Regions from separate parts of the Mus musculus genome. Here region 1 is linked to region 2. A link is a contact called in public HiChIP or PLAC-seq data. All regions are on one chromosome and are shown on one strand. The core of a region is the stretch at or near the end of the contact, and the rest is flanking DNA. Distances in the headings are between cores, read along the strand shown.

Region 1 (6,037 bases), core at 3,070-5,569, 1.2 Mb before region 2:
CGAAGATTGGAACCACCCCAGAGAACTGCTTCTAACCAGGTCTATGACCCCCTTGTCTTGTTAGCCATCTTCCTGTCCTACCTTTGGTCGATGGGCTAAGGGAGGTTGAAGTGTTTAAGAACCTTTATTAAAGGCTGGGCAGTGGTGGTGCACGCCTTTAATCCCAGCACTTGGGAGGCAGAGGCAGGTGGATTTCTGAGTTTGAGGCCAGCCTGGTCTACAGAGTGAGCTCCAGGACAGCCAGGGCTACACAGTGAAACCCTGTCTTGAAAAAAACCAAGCCAACCAAACAAACAGACAAACAAAAAGAACCTTTATTAAAGGAGGTTTTGAAAAATATAAGCCTACAAATCCTAGTATTTGGGAGGCAAAGGCAGGTGGATCTCTGTGAGTTCAAGACCAGCCTCGTCTATGTAGAGAGCTCCAGAACAGCCAGGGCTACACAGTGAGACCCTGTCTCAAAAAGGAGGAGGAGGAGAGAGAGCAAAATTAAGGAATGGAGGGAAGGAGGAGGGAAGGAATGAAAGAAAAGGAAAGACTGTGGGTCTGGGCTTTGTTTGTTTTTTTGATTGACAAGGTCTTGCCCTGTGTTCTCGGGCTGGCTTTGAATCCCCGGGTTTAGGCACTCCTTCTGCCCAACTGCAGCCTCCTCCAGGCCCCTCTGTGCCCAGCCATGCTTTTATTTCAACGTTTTGCCATTGTTAAGAGCAGTCTGGAAGCTTATTTTCTGAAAGGTATCTGCAGTAAAGCCATCTCACTTTCCAAAGATGCAGAGCCGGAACCTCTGAGGAGAGCAAAACCGAATATACCACAGACTGACAATGATTCCCACAGACTCTTACCGCGTGTCCTCAGCCACAGAAGCATTGAGAACAAGGCAGCCTCCTGGGGAGAGGCTGTGAAGTGAATATCCTCAAAGAGAGAAATGGCTCCGGGTATTTGCTTATAGATTTCCCTCATTATTTGACAGTCAAACTGCACGCCGTCTAAGAGTTTCGCGTCCCAGAGGACAGGACCTGTGAGATGGGCACATTCTTCTAACTCATTTGTTAGAGTGTTAGGCCAGCAAAGCTCAGCCTTAAGCCCCCCAAAAGGGCTATTTATATTCACCGTGAGATGAACCCTTAACCTTGGAGATCAGTCACGGGGAGGCAGGTGGACAAAGGAAGACACACAAGGTGACCAATTCCCAACATCTCAAAACACAGATCAGCCTGAGGGACGATAGATCCCATTGGCTTCCTATCATAACAGATGTGCAGAAAATATGAACCCACAGTGAGCTCTTACAACATTGGCTTTGCAGTGATCTGCTGAGATAAGGCAGCCTGGACTCTAGCCAGAGCAGAGGAAGATCAACTAAGCACTGTTTCTGTGGATTTCCTCCCTGTCAATCAAGCTCGGAGCCTTAGAGCTCAGTGCCTCCCCTCTCTCCCTAATGGTGACCTCTAGTCTCTCTCCCTTATAAATGTATCCTCTACATCACTATGCTACCACTAGATTAATCTTCCCCTAAAAATGGAAAGAAGAAAGAAAAAGAGCCAGGCAGTGGTGGCGCACGCCTTTAAGCCCAGCACTGGGGAGGCGGAGGCAGGCAGAGCTCTAACTTCTAGGACAGCCAGGGCTACGTAGAGAGACCCTGTCCCTCCCCAAAAGGCCTGTTTCAAACATACACAAACACACAGGGGAATGGGGTAGAGGGGCTAACAGGGAGACACTGGGTTTCTAAGTGTCTGTCTATGCATTTGACTCTCTTCAAGTTCCCACTATAGACCCAGCCACATCCTCTCTCTCTCTCTCTCTCTGGGGACTCTCTGCCTCTGTGGGACATCCTCACCTACATTATGCAGGTCTGGATCCCATTCCATGCCCCCCCCCTCCCCACTCCCTGATATCCTGGGCTCTGTGGCTCTTTTTAGGGAGTGATGCAGCTCTCAGTCATGAAGCTGCTTCCTTGGAGCTGGGTGTTAGGAGTCTCTATGCTGTACTGTTCATTCCACAACAAGCACACAGGACTTCTTGAATGGTTTGTGGGCTTCTAAAAATATCTAATTATGGGGAGGGCACATGTGCCCTGGAGTGGATGTGGAGGTCAGAGCAAAACTTGAGTTAGTTTTCTCCTTCTACCATATGTGATCTAGAGACCAACCTCAGATTGTAAGACTTGGTGGTAAGCCCCTTTGCCCACTGAGCCGTTTCGCTGGCCCGGTGTGTAGTTTTTGAAGCACCTCCTCCTCCTCCTTGTTGTTGTTGTTGATGATGATGATAATGCAGAGCTTGAAGACTGTCATAGCAGCCTCCATTTGTAATCCCCGTGCTTTGAATGTAGAGTCAAGGAGACTCAAGAGTTCAAGGCTATCCTCAACGATGTAGAGAATTTGAGGTCAGCCTAGGGTACATGAAACCCTATGGAACTGACTGAGGGACAGGAATGAGGGAGGATGGGAGGTATAAAGGAAGGGACTAAAACGCCTATAGAGGGCCGGGTGTTGGTGGCACACACCTTTAATCCCAGCACTCGGGAGGCAAAGGCAGGCGGATTTCTGAATTTGAGGCTAGCCTGGTCTACAGAGTGAGTTCCAGGACAGCCAGGGCTACACAGAGAAACCCTGTCTCGGAAAAAAAAAAAAGCCTACAAAGGTCATAGCTGGGTGTGACCATACTTCTCTAGTGTCTAAGTACCTCAGGGTGTCAGGTGTTGGTTGCAAGTGGAATGTCCCCCGTATTCCTCTGCCACACAACGAACTAAACTATCATTTACTTCATGCCCGTTTTACTGACGAGAAAACAAAGGCTTAGACAGAGCGCACCCTTTACCAGCTGACATCCAGCTACTCAAGTCTGATCCCCATGGCTCTCCCTAGCCCTGCTGTGGCCACATTTAAACAGGGTAACCCCATGACTTTAACAGCCACGGTGGTGCTGATGATAACCAATGTAAAACACACACAGGAAGCGAGGCTTTGGTCTGCTTAAGCTTTTGAGTGTTTAATAACTTCACACTTGTGTGTTGTATTGCATGCATGCAATCCTTTCTTGAGCAAGCAGGAAAAAAATGAGCTGCAAAGTCATGTTAGTGCTCGTGTTTGGCTTTAAAGAGCTCCTTTTTCTCTCCACTTTATTTCTTTGGGGACATGGGGTGTGAAAAAAGGGCAGCCTGAGTATTGGAGATTCTCCTGGGTTTCTCAGTCACCTGCCTGTCCAGACGTCTGTAATCTCGAGCTGGCCAGAGCTGAGGCTAAGACTGAAGGGAAAGGAGAAGAGGGTCGGTAGCATGCTCTGAAGAATCGGTCAAGTTCCAGTTCCAGTGGGGAGACCCAGCGTCTCTCCCTGACTTCAGAAGAAAAGCATCGCGAGGCTTCAGGCTCCACGGATAGCACCTCTGCAAGGCAGGCCCCACACAGGCAGCTGATGTCACCCAGCTGGGATGGAGGAGGTGGGAAAAATAATAGCAGAGACAAAGAGAAAGGAGGCAGGAGGAACCAGCATCAAGGATGGGAATGCCACAGAGGGATTGACTGGACAGACAGGAGCAGGAAAGAGATGTAAATTTCAAGGGAAAGGGTATGAACCATCTCTTCTTCCCGACCCTGAGCAGGCAGGCTGAAAGCTTCTCCAGCCTGCCGGGGGTTCAGAGGTACATGTACCAGCACCCTCCGACCCTAGTGCCTGTCTCCAAGGCTCAGAGGACAATGCAGAGCTGAGGGAGACAGTCAGTGGGGGTTTCCTATGATTTCCACAGGAGTTGCCCCTTCCTGGGGTCATTCCCTTGCAACCCTCCAAGAGTTCCCTCCCCAAAGACCCCCAGCCTGGCTTCTGCAGGCCTGTCTCCTCCATTCTCCCATCGCTCTGAAGGGGCTCCCGACTCCCTAATGCTCTCCAGAGTCTGTCTGAGCCATCCATCAAGAGTGGCAGGCGGAGGGAAACATGAAAAAGAGCCTATTTGGCTATTAACATCCCCTCCTGCTTTGTTGTCTCTCTCCTCCCCACTCCCCTACCAGCCCCCAACCCCCCCCAGCTCCCTAACACCCCCCCCCCAACCCCCCTTTGCAGGAGACAAAACCAGACTGACAAGCTGAAGACTCAAACATTAATCAAACTGCGCTCCGGAACAACCTTTCCCTCGCATTAATAAATACATTTGCGGCCCCTCATTGGACAGTTGGCCTAATTTGTTTCTTTTTCGCAGGGTGGGGGGAGCCACCGAGCCCGCGCTCCCCCCAGCTCCCAGCAGCCGGGCGCAAAGCAGATGTTCCACCGCGGACGCGGAGTTGCGCTGAGTCTCGCGCCCCGGAGGCCGCGGTTGCCATGGCGACGGCCGGGCCGCCTGCTGTCGCGGAGCACGCTGTCTCGCCCGCTCAGTGATTACCTCCATCTCTGCAGCGTTCGCCATACGGCCGGGATTCTAATCAGTTCCCCTCCCCCTCCCCTCCTCTGCCCAGCCCACTATCCCTTAACCCCCCACCCCCGCACCAACGTCTTAGGAACTCATTAAGCGTTGCGGCTGCATCCCAGCAAGTGTTCGAGCAAACAGAGAGCTCAGAAGTGTCCTGCGCTCACTTCTCTGTTTAGGAATGACTGGCTCTAGTGTGGAAATCGGTCTGCATCGCCACTCCCCTAGCTATCTTAGGTACAACTGGGTCTCCAGGGCCCAGCTTCCAACACTGTCCCTGAAGGTTCCACTTTCTGGGTTTTGCAGAGGCAGGTTCCCTAAGGTCCCTGGGGCGCAGTAAGACAGGCTGTCATAGTTTACCTTTAGGCCAGAGGTTCTCATCCTGTAGGTCCCGACACTTTTGGGGGTCTAACAAGCCATTCACTGGGGTCCAATATTAGGTATTCTGCATATCAAATATTTACATTACAATTCATAGCAGTAGCAAAAGTACAGTTATGAAGTAGCAGCAAAAATAATTTTATGGCTGAGAGATCATCACAACATTGCAGCTTTAGGAAGAAGGTTAAGAACTGCTCCTCTAGACAGGCAGACAGGCAGACAGGCAGGCCTCTGTCATTTTGCTTTTGAAGGTGTTGGAAATGGGGGTGAGGGGTGGGGGCAAAACACATGGTTTCTGGGTCATTTAGAGAACCAGGTCTGGCTGTGCCCTTGTGGTATTTCACACTAAGGAGAAGGTCAGCACGGTGGCTTGGTATTTAAGCTGAGAACTTTGGAGGTCCAGACAAGTTCAAGGCCAACCTGAACTATAAAGTCAAACACTGCCCTCCCAGTACCCCACACCCTCCCCCCAAAAAAACCAACAGTCTAAGAGGAGGAAGGAGAAGTCCACTCAAAGCTTACAGACTTGGCCCATGGTTCTTAAGACCATTTACCCATAATCCCCCACACTATGACGTTAGTACTCCCAGGCTGAGCTTGCCTTCTTTACCAGTGGTCTCTGATATACCCCCAGCTGGTTCTTTTGCACGTACTGCCCCCCCCAAACCATTCCAAGCTTGATAGGGATAAGGACCAACAATGTTTAGGGATTTGAGGTGCCTAGAAGTCTTTCTATTGGGAAGGACGGTCCTCTCCTTGAGACTCTGAGGTTTAGCTGCAAGACCTCAGACATAACTCTTCTTTTCAAACATTCCTGGTTTCAGGAGACATGGGGTAAAAAAGTTTCAGGAGACATGGATGGGTGGGGGGTAAAAAAAAAAAAAACAGAAGCCATGGGCAAGACAGCCCCAAGGGGCCTGAGAGCGAGAGAGAGAGAGAGAGAGAGAGAGAGAGAGAGAGAGAGAGAACTGAGAATGTAAAAACCAGCAAGGAGGAGAGATTCCAAGAGCAGACCTCACATCTCTTCCTAAATCGCAAACCAGGAAGCCCAAGGTGGTTGAAGGAGGAAAAATAGTTTTGCTTAAAGAGAAAGGTCACTTGGGGTGATTTAAAGCAGAAACGTGTATGTTCTAGTGGATTATTGATGCAGGAAAACATTGGTGCTTTTAAAGCTCCCACTGTGTGCTCAAAGCCAGCCTCCTCCCAATGCTTGCCTGCTCCCCAGAGTCTGCTAAAAATCCTCATATTAGACCCCAAGGGTCC
Region 2 (5,668 bases), core at 3,107-5,606:
ACACACGCACGCACGCATGACTGCTGGGACACTCTGTTCTGATCCTCTCGCTCCCACAAATTGAAAACACACCCCGAGTGCAGCTGGAAGGTCTGGGTGTCATTTATTGACAGCGGCTTACACTGTGTTTTCTCCCCTTGATTGCTTCCTTCGGAGCGCTGGCCCACAGCCCTCGGGAAGAAAGGGCAATCTCTGAGAGAGAGGGAGCGGGAAGGCAGGCGCACGTGTCCTTGGCAGGTGTGCTCATTCCCTGCAGGATGCAATCCTTCAAGCTGGAATCCCATTGGGTATTTGAGAGGACCGATGTGGGGGGTGGAGAGGAAGTCTTCCATGGGACTCACATCTCAGTCCAGGCCTCTTGTCCCGTCCAAGTCCATCCAGGTTTTAGGACTCTGGTGGGGGCAGCGACATGAGGCCCACCCACCTTGATGGGCAGATTCTTCACCCCGTGCCCTGGTCACACACACCTGCTTCCGCTGGTCATGGTTAAGAGGGGATGGGCCTTACAGTTGAGATAGACCACTTCCTCTGGCCCTCCCCAGCTGCATCTGTCCAGGTTCAAATGGCTGGAAACACTGAGGGCTTGCTTTTGTTCAAGTGTGTGTGCCACTGTCTTTAAATCTTCAATATACGGCAGAATGGAGGCCCTAGGCCTATGCAGGCTGCCAGCAGGCTGCCCATCCACTACACACTGCCCTGCCTTTCTTCTGCCAACTGCCCGCGCCTAGGGTGGAAGGCCAGTCTGCAGAGGCACTTGGCAATTTTGGATATGAAAGAGGGTAAGAAGTGTAACAATAAAAGCTTCGCTTGATAATTAGAGATCTGAAGTGATTTTACCTTTATTTCCTTCACTTTAAGCCAATCATGAAATTTCACAGTGATTTTCTGGGGTGGGGCAGAAGGAAGGCGTCATTCAGCATGATGGAGGCCGTGGCCCGGCTGGCCTCACTGGGGAAGCTGGAGAAGCACGGACTGGCCCGCTGGCAGGTAGGTGATGTTCCGAGAGCGGGAGAGCTGGTACGCAATGTCCTCGGCGGCCTCCAGCTTCCGCAGCTCGATCAGGCCGTCGCCTGCCGTGGCCAGCGAGTTGGCGATCAGCTCAGCGGCCTTGGAGTCACCCTCAGCAGAGATGATGGCTGCCTTCTTCTGCTGCTCAGCCTACAGAAGAGGAGGGGAGACTGAGATTACTCCATAGCGTTCATATCAAGCCATGGCCTAACCAGGACAAAGCCAGGCCCCTTCAGAGGGGACCTACTAGGTCCCCTGGGAGCGTTCTTCCCTTACAATGGGGTCAAAACTGTCCTCCCAGTCTCCTTCGTTCCCTTCATGTCCACGTGTCACTATAGGACATGCTTCTCTTGGCTATATGGACATGGTCACTTATATGCTGATCCAAAGCCACGGAAACAGAAAGGGAAAGCAGGAATCAAATCAATCTTTAGGTCCGTCTTTCCTTCCAGTGCCACGTCAAAATGACTTCCATCAAAGCCAGGACATCCCGGTGTGGTGGCTAACAACTATGTTAGCACTAACGTGGCGATGGCAGATGGGCGGCTCACTGAAAGCCTGAAGCAAGCCTGGCTTACACAGGACATTTTAGGTCACCCAGGGCTACAAACAAACAAAACAAACAAACAAACAAACAAACAAACAAACAAACGACCCAAAAACCAAACAGACAAAAAAAAAAAAAAAAAAGCAAGCAAACCTCCAAAACAACCCTAGCAGAGCTGGGCTGGGTGTAGCTCAGTGACACATCTCCTAGGGATTGACCTCTGGGGCACCACAAATAAACAAATTAAGCACCCTAAGAGCAGTGACTGCCCTTTGCAGTTACCCGTAGAAAACTCTGACTCCGGCATGTACCCAAAGATGTCTCTGGCTCACCCTACCAAAGCCAGCAGGACGACATCTATCAGGATATATGATTTTCAGAGCATGGGAGGAGAGTTTGGCTTTAAGACTCTGAACTCAACACGCAGCCTTCCCTCTTGTCACCGAGCTGCATCTTTAGTGCTCAGTTCGAAACATTAAGCCGTCTGCTCAACAAATGTTTATTACACGCCCAACATCACCCAGCAGCACTAGACCTGTTAAGGTTCGGAGCCACAGTAGACACAAAGGGAAACATTCCTGCCTACTCAGGGGGCGTGCTCCCCACAACCAAATGCCTTTTCTGCATTTTAAGGATTAAACATCCTTAGATTAGGAGAGCTAGTGGCAGGAAGAGGCAGACAGCAAAAAGCCTTTACATTCGCCAGGAAGAGGAGGCTACTATGCACATACACTGTGTTCCGTCACTCTCTGAAACATCTGGGTAGATTCGACAACAGGGGAAAAAAAAAAACCCCCACCAAGCACATCTGGCATGTTTGATCTCCTCTGCTGTCGGTTTCACTATGTAACCTCGGTGTAGAAGTAACTCCTCAGCGAGGCTGAAAACATGCCAGGGGGAACATGTTTATGTGTAGGAGAGGGTTTTTGATCTTGGGAAGTAGGAAGTAAGTGACCCTTCAGTGATTTAGGACCATAAGCTCATAACCCCGACAGCTCCCACAGACTCTGGAACTGATCGGAGGGGTAAGGACCCCTCAATCCTCTTCTGCTTATCCCAGACAGATGACCAATTTCTAGGCCACCCGGCAGATGGGGGAGCCAAGCACTAGGAGGGAAAGGCTGTTTCTGCCATCTGGTTGAACACTCACCTTTTCCACCACAAATCTGGCTCTCTCCGCTTCCTGCTGAGCCACCTGTTTGGCTTCTACTGCCTCTGTGAACTCCTTCCCGAAGGTCAGATGTGTCTGTGGGGAGAAAGTGAGTACAAGCTGAGGCAGTAATGGCTTAGACAGCATTGCTGGGAGGGCTCCTGGCCACTGCAAGGAATGGCGCTAGCGGCGGCTGGAGGTGCAAGAAGATGCCCTTCCATCTCGGTCCCCTCGTTCACGCCATGTTCACACCTCTGCACTCTTAGCCCTTCACACAGTGCTTACACAGACTTCAGTCACGCCATGAGGAGAGTGGCACCTGGAGCTTTGATGGGGCCCAGGGACACTGGAAGGGATCTACGCAATCAATCAGCTCCCCAGAGGAAGGAACTCAGGGGTTCCAGGACCCCCATCACTGACTATTGCTCTTCCAAGAGCTTTTGATGCCCCGTTCCAAGACTTGGGTGGGGGGAGGCAGATGGGAAGCCGAGCCCCTGAGAGCAGGGGCTGCAGCTGGTTCCCAGGGATGCGAGCCCGACGGTCTCTGCTTATGGATTAACCAGCCCCTTCCTTCTCATAGCGCTTCCACCCTAGACAGGAAGACAGAGGGTGGCCTGCAAGTCACGGCATCCCTGACACACACGTAGTTCTGGTAAAGGGTTTAAAAGAAAGGCAGGTAAAGCCATTGGTCAGGGAGAGAGCCCCAGCTTGAATGTCCACAGACCTTCCCTAATCACTTAAGTAGCTGGGACTATTTGGCCGAAGCGACTCTCTGAGGATAACACAGAAGAGGGAACAGACCTTGGCACTCTAAAGGTCTAGCCTAGAGCGAGTCACTGTACCCAACTTTTTATTGCAGAAGGCGCAGGGGCTGGAGAGATGGCTCAGTGGTTAAGAACACCGGTTGCTCTTGCAGAGGGCACAGGTTTGACTCTCAGTGCACAACCATCTGTAACTCTAGTCACAGGGTATCTGGTGCATGCATGTGGCACACTTACATACACAGATAAAACATAAATGTGAGCTAAAAAAAGTAAGTCTAGGAAAAAAGTTCACACGGTGCTAATTACTTTAGGTTCAAGTGCGATTTGCTTCACCCCTCCCCCCCAATCTCTGCCTTGTACAATACAAGCAAAAATCTTGGCCCCACATCTTTCTCACACTACACGTCTTTGGGGTTGTTTCTGTTCTTTTTGTGAGACAGTCTTACCCTGTAGCCCAGGTAGGCTGGAACGCACGGCAGTTACAGGCATGGGCCAATACGCCAGCTAAATCTTACCCTGCAGCTGCCCAACTCTCCCTGATCCACTCCTGGACTCTCATCTGAAGCTTGGATTCGGAAATACAATCCTAAGAATTGAAAAGCTAAATGTGTAATTAAAGAATAAAATGTCTTTCTGAAAGGGCCAGCTGAGGGCAGCAAATTCCCCAGGAAATCTAATTTTCTTCTCACACCTCTTAGCTATGGTTTCTTGTGGTCAGCCCACATTTCCCCAGGACGGAGTCTGTGGTCAGAGTCTAGAAAGATGCCAAGTTTCTCTTAGGTTTTTACTAGTGTGTTCTCACTGCCAAGGTGCTTGTGTTAACTGGGAGAGCCTGGAGCAAGGCTTGCTGCAGTCGGGGGCTGCAACCTGGCATGCTGCCAGAAGAGGGAGCCACATGCCCTTCCCCTAGGAGAGACAGAGGAAGGAGGCCGTGCCTGGAGGGGGATGCTCATTCAGAGAATGGCTGTTTGAACAGCTGCACGGATGCGAGGGGAAGCCTGGCCTTTCTTTCCCAGGCTGGCCACAGGGAGAACAGGAAGCACTCTGCCTCGTTACCTGACAAATCACTCCAAGACTTTTCCCAGAGACTCTAGAAACACGACCCCTTCCCCTCACCTTGGTCTGAAACACTATACTTCCTATATTGCCTTCCGTTGAAGTTATGACACCCAGCTTCACATTAATACAGAGAGTATAGTCTCGGGAGGTGACTGTTGCTTACGCCTCGGAGGTGTCTCCCGCCCTCTCCTCTGCTCCAGGCGCAGGAACAGTCACTCACTGGCCTTCTATTGCCTTTCACCAGAGGCTCCCAGGACTCCCTTGCTGAGGAATCCCTGAGCCAGTCCTACTCTAGACAGGAAAACTGCCAGTCGCTCCCAGGCTGACCAGTCAGCCATTCCCTGTGCCCAACAAAGCCTATAGGAATCACTTTCTAGGGAGCGTGGGAGACAGTTCAGTGGTTAGGGAGCATGGGGGCAATCAGAGTTAAGAGGACAATGTGTGCGGCAGACGAAACCTAAAGAATGCTCAACAAAAGAGACCTGAGACGGTGGCTTCAGACGCTGAGACGTTTTCAGATTTTCAAGCCCTACACCCAGTTAAGTGGACATGGGACCTAACCCTGTGTGCCCAGAAACTAAGCCAGTCTCTGAAGCAAGAGAAGCAGCCCTTCCCCCAGTGCCCCCGTGAACCTTACCAGGGACACGTCATCCAGGATAAGCCCAAATGTTGCCGCTCGCTCTGTGAGGTCATCGCTCACCTGCCTGGAGACCAGCTCTCGCTGGGTAATCAATTCTCCAGCATCGAATCGAGCCTGGCCACAGAGGGATGGACAGAAATCTGGTCAGGTTACTGAGGAAGGAGAAACAAGCGGCACACTCATGGCTATAACCCTCCTACCCACTACCCCCACACTCTCCTGCCCACCCAGCCTCCTACCCACCACCCCCACGCTCTCCACCACCCCCATGCTCTCCTGCCCACCCAGCCTCCTACCCACCACCCCCACGCTCTCCCAGCCACCCAGCTACCTACCCACCACTACTCCCATGCTCTCCTGGCCACCCAGCCACCTGTAGGTGGCACCCTGTTCACTCACCACCACCGACTTGAGGATCTCTGTGGTGATAGAAGGCAGGACCCGCTCATCATAGTCCTCGCCAATGCTGGTGTAGATACGAGGAAGCTGGCTGGCCACCG

What was found. HiChIP or PLAC-seq counts read pairs in DNA pulled down with a chosen protein or histone mark.
Region 1: an H3K27ac HiChIP or PLAC-seq map of differentiating embryonic stem cells shows a contact between it and region 2, with 6 times the contacts expected there. The contact joins two enhancer-like sites. A contact is called at or near these places in 3 of 484 Hi-C or Micro-C datasets (cerebellum and cortical neurons) and 1 of 115 datasets of contacts at active chromatin or transcription factors (differentiating embryonic stem cells).

Annotation. Positions count from the first base shown.
Region 1 is chr11:96,874,218-96,880,254 of GRCm38.p6, reverse strand. Gm11523 (a long non-coding RNA gene) reads left to right here. Exons shown (of 4, transcript XR_880183.2): 1 at 1-39; 2 at 4,190-6,037. Among named protein-coding and RNA genes, the nearest start is that of Gm11523, 3.4 kb to the left of the region's middle. RefSeq lists an enhancer at 5,801-6,037. Within about 2 kb of position 4,319, at least 147 of the 459 cell types and tissues checked have an H3K27ac peak or open chromatin away from gene starts, as enhancers often do. A contact at or near this core is called in differentiating embryonic stem cells, where this site is marked.
Region 2 is chr11:95,675,184-95,680,851 of GRCm38.p6, reverse strand. It overlaps Phb (prohibitin), which reads right to left. Exons shown (of 7, transcript NM_008831.4): 4 at 5,568-5,668; 5 at 5,166-5,282; 6 at 2,706-2,801; 7 at 79-1,158. The coding sequence ends at 946. Among named protein-coding and RNA genes, the nearest start is that of Gm29873, 9.3 kb to the left of the region's middle. Within about 2 kb of position 4,356, at least 34 of the 459 cell types and tissues checked have an H3K27ac peak or open chromatin away from gene starts, as enhancers often do. A contact at or near this core is called in differentiating embryonic stem cells, where this site is marked.